3 separate regions of the Mus musculus genome follow, and all the other regions are linked to region 2. The links are chromatin contacts, called in public HiChIP or PLAC-seq maps. All regions are on one chromosome and are shown on one strand. Each heading gives the region's core, a stretch centred on a gene start, on an enhancer-like site or on the middle of the called end of the contact. The rest is flanking DNA. Distances are from core to core; before and after follow the strand shown.

Region 1 (3,384 bases), core at 749-3,248, 640 kb after region 2:
TGAGAGGGCCGTCAACCGCTTGAGGTCTGAACACATAGTCTGGAACCTGTGTGTCTGTGAGTTTGTGCCCATGTTTACGCCTGCGTGTGCTGGTGTCGGAAAGAGTCCGCATGCATTTATTTAGGGGTTCAGTCAGCACCTGCTTGTACCTATGCTCTAGTGGAGGACACTGAAGCTGCCAGCAGCACCTCAGCTGTCCAGTAAGGAAATGGGTATAAGGAGCCAGCAGCCACCCCAGCGCCCATGTAGCCTGACTTGCCCCTCCAGAGACAAGTCGCCACTCCTCACACACTGAATAACACCACAGTAGAGGACCCTAATCCTTGGGATACACTCCTGCCCTGGGCAGCATGAGGCCACGGTAGCTGAGGGTAAGATTACCAGCAGGGCTGCCTTTTTTCCTCGAATTCAGAAGTGACCCTCAAGTGGGCCATGTGACCTCCCTGTGCCTCAGTTTCTTTCTTTGTCAGAACAGAGATTATGTGAGGATAGGTTATTGATAGAGCACCTGACACACACTCTACCCCAAGGCCCAGCCACCGATGACAAGGACAGCAGCTGACACAGAACACATGCCACTCATCTTGCACGCTGTCATTTCCCAGTCTGTACCCACACCTCAAAGGAAACCGAAGTCCAAGGAGTATGAGTGGGGCAGCCATGGGTGGGCACAGCGACACTCTGCGGAAACCCAGAGATGGCCGTCCCTGCCACACCCTGGTGTGTTGGAACGTAATGTTAGAAATGACCATCCAGGGTCACTCAGAATGCCAATAGGGTCCCAGAGCAGGGTCAACAGAGGCCTTTCCCTGCCCCCACACCATGGAAGCTTCCAGGGCTTGGTCCTAGGCAGCAGGTGACAGTGTCTGGCTCACCACAGCCGGGTCAGGCAGGTGCTAATTCCCACCCGCTTCTGCTAATGCAAAAATAAACGCCAGCTGTCGCACAGATCTCAGCCTCTATTTTAGTTTGGGCGTTGGCACAGGCCCCTCGTGGGCAGCCAGAGAGGGTGCTGGATGACGGCTGTGGCCACTCCCCGCCCTTCTGCAACTCAGGGAGGCATTTCAGGTTAGGGTAGCAGGAGGTCCTAAGGCGCTGATGGCTGCTTAAAAGAGAGGTTTTGCCTCCCCCCACCCCCCAGGAAGTCTGGATTGCTGCCAGGTCACCTGCACAGCCTCAGTTAGGACACTGGGAGCATTTGACATTGCAGGGAAACCAAGACAGGGCCATCATGTTCCTCACGCCCCAGCCAGTGGCACCCCACACCCCGCCACACCCCATTTGGTCATTCCCGATCCAGATTCAGACTCCTTACACCCAACACCGCCTCTCCACTTTCTGCCTGGTAACTGTGGGCACACCCCTCAAGTTTATCAGGTCAGCTTGGGGCTTTTCTTTCTAACTACTTATGATGCAAGAACTAGGCAGGGTTGGGAAACTGAGGCAGGGAGTGGCAACATAAGGGCCCCAGGATCCCACGGAGAATGAACCATCCTGGATTACTGCTTTGATCCTGCTGCAGGTAGATCTGATCCCAAGATTGAACTGGGGGGGGGGGGTAAACACCCAGGTCAGAGTTCAGCCTGGGACACAGAGGTAAACACAACACGCCATTTTTCTTCATGGAGCTGACAGTCTGGGAGCAGGGATAGTAGAGTAAACAGGGAGATCTTGTACCTAGAGACCAGACACACACACACACACACACACACACACACACACACACACACACACACACACACACACGGCCTGAGGAATTCCAAAGACTACAGCTGTGGAGGGGCCCCTCGGGCCTGGACTTTGAGGAATGCATAGGAGTGCAGTTATCTGAAAGGAAGTCATAAACACACCTAAGTTAAGCAGCTGCCCAGAGGCCTGGAGGTTTCTGGACCGTGATAAGAGAAACCTTTAAAGTGAGTTCATCTAGAGCTGCCTATCAGAAATGGGCGAAGCGAGAAGAGCTGGGTTAGCAGGTTACCGGGAGGCAGTGAGTCATGAGGCACAACAGAGGTGGCCTGGTTTAGATTCCCGACGCCCCTGGTGTAGGAAGTAGGAGGCACCTGGGAGTAGGGGCAGGGCCTGAGATCCAAGTCAGGGCTTAGTCATCCGCATGGGGGCCTAACTGTGTGTGGCCTTTTCTACAGCCATACCTGGGTCTCGACAAGAAGAAGTGATTGATCACAGGCTCACAGAACGCGAGTGGGCAGAAGAATGGAAGCACCTCAACAGTGTGAGTGCCCAGGTGGGGCTGCCACGCCCGTGTGACTCCCTGAACATCTGCACAAGGCTGGGGTGGGGAGATCCACGCTGAGATTGCGCTCCTCTGGGTTGGTTCAGCATCTCCTGGTAGGACCCACCGGCATGCCCACTGGCTGCCCGCCCTTTTATGTGAGGGTCATTATCCACTGTTGGCCTGTCAGGATGCTGCCAAAGAGCCATGCACACTGGCTCTTCCTCCTCTACCATCTCCTGCTCAGACACTTGCAGAGTCAAGCCCCAGTGATGTAGGACATCTTTGTGCCTGAGCCCCTGGTCAGGCCAGGTGGACCTCCACTCCCCTGGCCCTCATGCACCTTTCTTGGCAATGAGAGTTTTGAAGGAAACAGCCCAAGCCCCTTCCACCCCTACCATGCATCCAAAGAAGATTCCATTCAAGTTGGGTGCCCACAGGCACTGGGAGTCATTTCACTGTTTGTGGGGAGCCAAGGTATAGATTTCTGTGCCCCGCCTTCAGGGACGTTGAGCTGGCTCCCTGACCACCCCCTCCATATTGGATGGCCACATCTGGCCACAGCCCCGGTTCCAACGTCCTGAAGGCCCTGCCACCCGCCCGCAGCTTCTGAACTGCATCATGGACATGGTGGAGAAGACCCGGCGATCCCTCACCGTCCTGCGCCGGTGTCAGGAGGCCGACCGTGAGGAACTCAACCACTGGATCCGGTGCTACAGTGACTCTGAGGAGGGGAAGAAGGGCCCTACCCCCATCTCTGCCCGGTCCCTCAACAGCTGCAGTGGCCCTGAGGGGTCTCAGCTAGGTGTGTACCAAGCAAGAACATGGAGGACCTGTAGCGAGAGGTTGCTAGCCCTATACAGTCTCTGTAGGATGCCACTAATTCTCCAGAAAGCTAGCCAACACTCGGTCCTTACTTAAACAGGAAGCCTCACTTGGAAAGGGGGGCCTTTCCCATGGCATAAAGATGTGCCTGGCCTGCTAGGGAGCCTGGACCTTCCAGATTCTGGTAGGTACAGGCCAGGCTTAGGAGGAGGCACCCGAGGGCTTCTATTTACCCATCCACCACAGCGGTGCCTACGGAGATGGGGGTGAGGTGGTCCGGGACATGCCCAGATCCCAGCGTGAATCCATGTTCACTGTCTATAAGAGTA
Region 2 (3,282 bases), core at 149-2,648:
GTCTGTAAGAAGAAAGCGCTGTCCTCTTTAGTAAGACAGCCTGCCTTGTTACGCAAAGCCCTGCTCCTCCATCTCATGGTGAGGAGAAGCCTGCTGCTCTCTCTGTAGCTTCTTCTTTGTCTTTCTCTCTGCATTCTGCATACTGTTCTCTTCCTCTTCCTTCCAATTCTGTCCTCTCCTTTTGCCACCTAATGACATTTCTAGGGTTTTTTTGTACCTTTTTAGGAGAATAGATCACATGGTAATTTACCACAAGTTTAAACAAATTCAAATCATAAATTGCATAAGATGTTTACAACAGAGATGTTTGTATGTGTTTCCATTGAAGCCAGTTATCTAACTGGACATTCATTTTCTCTCACTAGCTCCACAGGTTCATTGAAAATTAGTGTAAGTTAACGGTGAGGTTTTATATCAGAGAGTTCTAGTTGTAGCCCTAACTATAAAAGGCTTAATAATTACTAGTTTAATTTTAGGAATTCTTATAGAATCATCACTAGGAATTAATAAATCACCTATTTGTTTGTATAGCATCACTATAAAACAGTCCATCTTCGCTGGTCTGCATAAAATCTGCCCAGCAGGGTGGGCTAATGCAGAAGGATTATTATATTAATAAGGACAGGAAAGGCATATCAGCTGCAGGAATCAAACCCTGAGATTTGTCCCTCAGGTCTTGCATACAGGGCCATAGTTCACAATCCATGATGAATCCGTCTCAGGAAGACCGCCTGCTAGCCATAGCCTTTCCGAGATGGCTCCCGACACTAAACAGTATACATCATCTTTATAATCATCTTTATCATCCCATGTCCATCAGTAGGCATTTGGTTACTTCTGCTGTTTTATTTTTATTTTGTCTAAAGACATAGTCTCACTGTGTAGCTTTGTCTAGCCTAGAACTTGATATGTCGATTAGGCTGACCTTGAACTCCCAGAAATCCTCCTGCCTGCACATCTTCTTTTCAGTGTGACTGTAAATAGAAGGACTGGCTTTTTTAAAAATTATTCATGGATAACGTATAGAAATACAGCTGAGGTTTGTTTATTGACGTAGCAAACTCAGTTCCTTTCTGCAGCTTCTTTCTGAGTGAGTTGCTCAGGCTTTATTGCCTGTGAAGTCATGTCCCTCGTTGGTGACACCCTGCAGCTTTGTGCCATTGTCAAGGGTATGATTAGTTAGCAGATGGTAAACCTCGGACGAGAAAGCACACTTGGTTGTGGTAAATTTTTCTTCCCTTAAAAACAAAGGTAGGTGTGTGTGTGTGTGTGTGTGTGTGTGTGTGTGTGTGTGTGTGTGTGTGTCTATGCTCAAACACAAATGCAGAAGCCAGGAGAGGGTGTCGGTCGGCCACTTGGAGTGGACACACATTCTTAACCACTGAGCTGTCCCTCAGACACTCCCCTTTCTTTAGATAAGCTTTTGCAGTTTAGCCATGGCTGGCCTGGAACTTGCTGTGTTGGCCAAGTTGGCATCAAACTTGCAGTCATCCTCCTGTCTCTGCCTCTTGAGTGCAGAAGGTGCATGCATGTGTCCTGCCATTCTTTCCTTTGTTGGTAGTCGGTAGTTTCGTGCTGTCAGTTACCCGCAGACGCTCCGCTGTGGAGATGGGGGGAGGGAGGGGCACCACAGCCAGCTCTGCTGACGGCACCGCAGCAGCACTGAGCAGGCTCCTGTTTCCTTCTCAGTTCGAGGAGTTACAATCACTCAGAGGACTCAGACCTGGTTCTTGGTGGCCGCACAGGAAACAAGGATATTCTTTCCAGGCTACAGGTGAGTGAGAGGACAGAGCTCCATGTGTTTGCTGCAGCAAACCTGCCCTCTGCTAAGGTATTTATGACGTTTGCATAACGGTGCCCGACTCAGCAGAACTGGGTGAGAGCCTGCATTGTCCACACCGTGGCAGAGGCCTAGAGCAACCGCATCCTTTGAGTTTACCCCACAGGTGAGCATCACAAGGCCCAGACACTGTGGCTGTGATGCCAAAGCTGTCTCCCAGCTTTGCGACATCCGAACTGACAGCAAAAGGGCTGTGCAGTCTTCTGCTTCTTCTGCTTCCTCCACTGCAGGCTCTGAGAAGTGACCTCAACAAGGTAGCCTCCGTAGAGGAAAGCTGGGCTGCAGGCTCTGAGAAGTGACCTCAACAAGGTAGCCTCCGTAGAGGAAAGCTGGGCTGCAGGCTCTGAGAAGTGACCTCAACAAGGTAGCCTCCGTAGAGGAAAGCTGGGCTGCAGGCTCTGAGAAGTGACCTCAACAAGGTAGCCTCCGTAGAGGAAAGCTGGGCTGCAGGCTCTGAGAAGTGACCTCAACAAGGTAGCCTCCGTAGAGGAAAGCTGGGCTGCAGGCTCTGAGAAGTGACCTCAACAAGGTAGCCTCCGTAGAGGAAAGCTGGGCTGCAGGCTCTGAGAAGTGACCTCAACAAGGTAGCCTCCGTAGAGGAAAGCTGGGCTGCAGGCTCTGAGAAGTGACCTCAACAAGGTAGCCTCCGTAGAGGAAAGCTGGGCTGCAGGCTCTGAGAAGTGACCTCAACAAGGTAGCCTCCGTAGAGGAAAGCTGGGCTGCAGGCTCTGAGAAGTGACCTCAACAAGGTAGCCTCCGTAGAGGAAAGCTGGGCTGCAGGCTCTGAGAAGTGACCTTAACAAGGTAGCCTACGTAGAGGAAAGAGCACATGGAGCCCTCAGGCCCCTGGGGAACCCAGAATGAGCGGGAAAATGCAGCGGAGCCGTGCTGAGGTTCCAGTGTGTCTCTAAGGAGCCTGATTCCAAACCTCCATCCGTGCCTGATGCCCTTGGGAGGAGCAGGCATGCCAGTCCTCCGATGCTGTGGCACAGTAACTGAGAACTGAGCTAAAGGAGCAAAGGCCACTTGTCCTCATGGCTGTGGTCCTGCGGTTGAGTCGAGGGAGGGTGTGACACGTATAGCAGCCAAGAAACAGGGAAGGAGCGACTGTGGACAAGGTAGATTCTCCAGAGCCCGTCCCTAGTGAGGATTCTCTAGCCAGCCCGACCTCTTACGTGTTCTCCCCGTTCCCGGTAGTCCATTCAGGGAGGTCCCCAGCCCCGGATGTGGTCAGGGCCTCACAAGCCTCTCATCCTGAACACGGGTGCTTAGCAACAAGCTTTCCCCACCTGGCGTTTAAGGGACACCTCAGATCCAAGCCAGAGTAGTACATGTCACTTTATTAGACACAATCATGTCTGTGGGTTCCATTTCTCAAGGGTCTGAATTCAGAAACGGGAGTGATAACTGGGTAGTAAGAACCGAGGATCCCGTAGGATGTG
Region 3 (3,111 bases), core at 305-2,804, 690 kb after region 2:
TCCATCTTGAGCACTTCCCCTCTTCCCTTTCTAGCCCTGCCCTCTGTAGCTGAGGGCCTAGGGTCCTGTGCGCTGTGAACTAGGCTGGCCACTGCCCTCACCACACACACGCCCACCATCAAGCCTGCTTCTGTCTCTAGGAGGGAGTCTGTTCTCCCATTCATTTTTAATTGGTGGCAGTGTTGTTGGAGGGCAAGCAACGTCTGAGCCAGAATGTTGTCCAGGGTTCCACACCACGTGGCCCGTGCTGAAGGGGGTCTCTGCAGCATCCACGGAGTGAGGAGGGCTGATACTGTTAAGAAGTTGGAAAACACCTGAGATCGCCTGAACTACTCAGTTGTTATTAGCCGAACTTTGTCCTGTAAACTGCCGCTGTCCTCAGTTCTCACGGTCTGACTCAGGGTTGAGGCCCAGGTAAAGGGTGGTTGTTACAGACAAAAGGCTACAATCTGCCTCTGCTAGTGTTCGTGAGCTTCTGGTGTGAGAGAACTCCCAGGTCTTGGGCCTTCACTCCTGGATTCCTGGGGTTGTCTTTTTTTTTTTTTTTTTTTTTTTTTTTTTTGGTTTTTCGAGACAGGGCTTCTCTGTGTAGCCCTGGCTTTCCTGGAACTCACTTTGTAGACCAGGCTGGCCTTGAACTCAGAAATCTGCCTGCCTCTGCCTCCCGAGTGCCACCACACCGGGCTCCTGGGGTTGTCTTAACAAGCCTCAGGTTCTAGCTTCAGACCTAAGATGGAGGTCTCAGCTGCTACACCTGAACTTTGATCTCCCAGGAGAGTGAGCCAACCCGAGTGTCCTGTCCCTTACCACCTCTCCAAAATCAGGAGATTTCTAGCAGTCTGCCTGTCCCCATCCCGCTGTGCATCCAGAGCCAGGCCAGAGGCCTGCTCTGCGGGGAGGATGAAGTGTTACAGCAGGCTGACTTCCCGGAGGTGCCCTGAGGGCGAGCAAGGCACTCACACAACTGCAGCTGTAAGAGAAACCCTAGACCAATTAGCGGGATCTTAATTAAATAGCTTATTTGATTTGCATCCAAATTATAATTTATGAGTTCCATCTAGACCTCTCCATTAACTGTTTGGTATTTTCATGCTAATGGTTGTGGTTTCCTGCTGTGTGCTGCACAGTTTGTCCCCTGGCAGGACGCTCCAGGAGGCCTAGATTCGGGACCCACTTTGACTGTAATATAGCCCACCCTTCCAGTCCCCAACTTGTATCTCTGCAGCTCCTCACAAATGGAACTTCATAGGCTATGGCCTCCCTGCTTTATAGACTGTAAACTGCTGCACCAACCAGCTGTCCATCCCAGAAGTGTTACACAAGGTGCTGCAGACATTTCCTTAGTGAACGGCGCTGCGTGTCAAATGTATACAGACCCTACAGGAAGGTCTCCCACTGCTGAGTTGGCTGACACTAGGGCAACTGAGTCACAGCTCCTGTCTGAGACTGTTGGAGGCGTGGTTAGGGGCATTCTCCATTCCTACATCAGTCCACCCCAAGGAGTACGCAGCGAAATCTCATAGGGGAGGTCCAGGGCAAAGGGCAAGCTTGTACACACAAACGGCTGTAATGGAATCAGACTGCACCCAGGAAAGGTAGCCGCAGCAGCCAAACTATCTGAGAGGAAGCTGCAGGGACTGACTCCGTACAGCCTGAGTATGTGTTCCGCCTTCCCTCTGTACCTCTGAAGGCAGTGGTCATGATTCCACAGCCTGTGCCCTTCCCTCGAGCCTGGTCACGGCTGTTTTGTCCCTTACTTCAGCTCACGTGTTCAGCTCTGGGTCTGCGTTCTCTCAGCTTTCAAGCCAAAGGTCCCTCTTCCTGTGTCTGGTCTAGTGACTCACCCTGACTCGTCATCTTCTGAGAGGCCACTGTTCTCCTGGCCGCACACTGAAAAGGCTTTATGGCGCTCTGAGGAGCACTCCTCAAAATCAAAGCGTTAGCCGGTCCAGACGGCTTCATCTGTTTTGAGGCAGGGTCTCCTGTAGCCCAGGCTGACTTCAAACTCAAGATATTCCTACTTCTATCTCCTGAGTGCTGAGATTACAGCCTAGCTGCCCAGACTATTATGGAAAAAACTTGGGGAGCCGCCCAGAGACAGATGCTAAGCAGTTCCTCCTGAAGCTTTCCCCCATCCAGGAGGTGACCAGATCCAACCGCTCTCACGTTCACTCCCCAGGGAACACCGCAGTACCAGGCGCGAGGGATGTGTGAGCAGCTGGACTAGTAGGGCATCTCTGCTGCATGGGCTTCTGGGTCCTGGATGCCCACTTGTTCTCTGTGCCTCTCATTGCAGGGCACTGACTTCTGCCCCGGGCAGAACGTCTCAGGAGTTACAACCCACACCCAGGAAGAACACACGGAGCTACCCCTGATCTTCCACCTGGGACGGGACCCAGGGGAGAGATTCCCACTCAGGTGAGGCAGGGGCAGGGTCTCCATGCCGCAGAGGAGACACTGGCCAGACAGGCCAAAGGTGAGAACCACGTCTGGGTGCTCTGCCTTCCGTGGAGTTACCCCTCTGGTCTCACAGGAAATGGATGCCTTTGTGTGGAGATGAAGAACACAGACATGGGACCCTGGGCGCCCAACCAAGGAGGATGTAGAGCCTACTAACTCCCAGAGACCTCTATCTTCACCTCAGGCCATGGCTGCCATGCTCTCTGGGAGCTCCCCTCCTGCTTTCTCTTCCTGGTTGCCTCTCATCCCTCCCCATTCTGGGTTGAGTTCATTGACAACCCCAGCAATGGATCCTATACTCTAAGCTACCTTCAGGGATGGCCAAGGGCAGGGGTAAGCAAGTCAGCCATAGGAGACATCCATCCACACCAACTAGCCCTGGGACTGACAGGAGGGAAAGGCTGAGGGCGAGGAGATCCAAGGACTCCATCCCAGATTCTGGAGTACAGTGCTTCAGACCATGGACCCTGGAGCTGAGGGTACCTAGTGGCCTCCACTGGGCAGGAGTCTTTGAGCTCAAAAGTCACTATACCTGGCTAACCTCAACGACAAACAATGGTGGGTTAAACGGTCACTGCAGGGTTCTATCCCTGAAGGGTTCAAGAGCACCCCTCCTAGCTTTCCCTATTCGCAGTGATACTCAAAAGTCAC

Evidence for each region. HiChIP or PLAC-seq counts read pairs in DNA pulled down with a chosen protein or histone mark.
Region 1: a contact with region 2 is called in an HNF4G HiChIP or PLAC-seq map of pancreatic cancer cells. The contact joins two enhancer-like sites. A contact is called at or near these places in 5 of 39 promoter capture datasets (HPC-7-derived erythroid cells, cranial neural crest, hippocampal neurons and 2 more), 1 of 484 Hi-C or Micro-C datasets (CD8 T cells), 1 of 115 datasets of contacts at active chromatin or transcription factors (pancreatic cancer cells) and 2 of 9 other capture datasets (embryonic stem cells and pancreatic islet).
Region 3: a contact with region 2 is called in an HNF4G HiChIP or PLAC-seq map of pancreatic cancer cells. The contact joins two enhancer-like sites. A contact is called at or near these places in 4 of 39 promoter capture datasets (the C10 cell line, the HPC-7 cell line, cranial neural crest and 1 more), 1 of 115 datasets of contacts at active chromatin or transcription factors (pancreatic cancer cells) and 2 of 9 other capture datasets (adipose tissue and embryonic stem cells).

What each region holds. Positions count from the first base shown.
Region 1 is chr8:122,634,600-122,637,983 of GRCm38.p6, reverse strand. Cbfa2t3 (CBFA2/RUNX1 translocation partner 3) reads left to right here. Exons shown (of 12, transcript NM_001109873.1): 8 at 2,145-2,230; 9 at 2,837-3,035. Among named protein-coding and RNA genes, the nearest start is that of Pabpn1l, 14 kb to the right of the region's middle. Within about 2 kb of position 1,998, at least 64 of the 459 cell types and tissues checked have an H3K27ac peak or open chromatin away from gene starts, as enhancers often do. A contact at or near this core is called in pancreatic cancer cells, where this site is marked.
Region 2 is chr8:123,276,752-123,280,033 of GRCm38.p6, reverse strand. Fanca (Fanconi anemia, complementation group A) reads left to right here. Exons shown (of 43, transcript NM_016925.3): 31 at 1,690-1,774. Among named protein-coding and RNA genes, the nearest start is that of Vps9d1, 24 kb to the right of the region's middle. Within about 2 kb of position 1,398, at least 19 of the 459 cell types and tissues checked have an H3K27ac peak or open chromatin away from gene starts, as enhancers often do. A contact at or near this core is called in pancreatic cancer cells, where this site is marked.
Region 3 is chr8:122,584,219-122,587,329 of GRCm38.p6, reverse strand. Galns (galactosamine (N-acetyl)-6-sulfate sulfatase) reads left to right here. Exons shown (of 14, transcript NM_016722.4): 12 at 2,297-2,418. It also overlaps the pseudogene Gm34962. Among named protein-coding and RNA genes, the nearest start is that of Aprt, 8.9 kb to the right of the region's middle. Within about 2 kb of position 1,554, at least 95 of the 459 cell types and tissues checked have an H3K27ac peak or open chromatin away from gene starts, as enhancers often do. A contact at or near this core is called in pancreatic cancer cells, where this site is marked.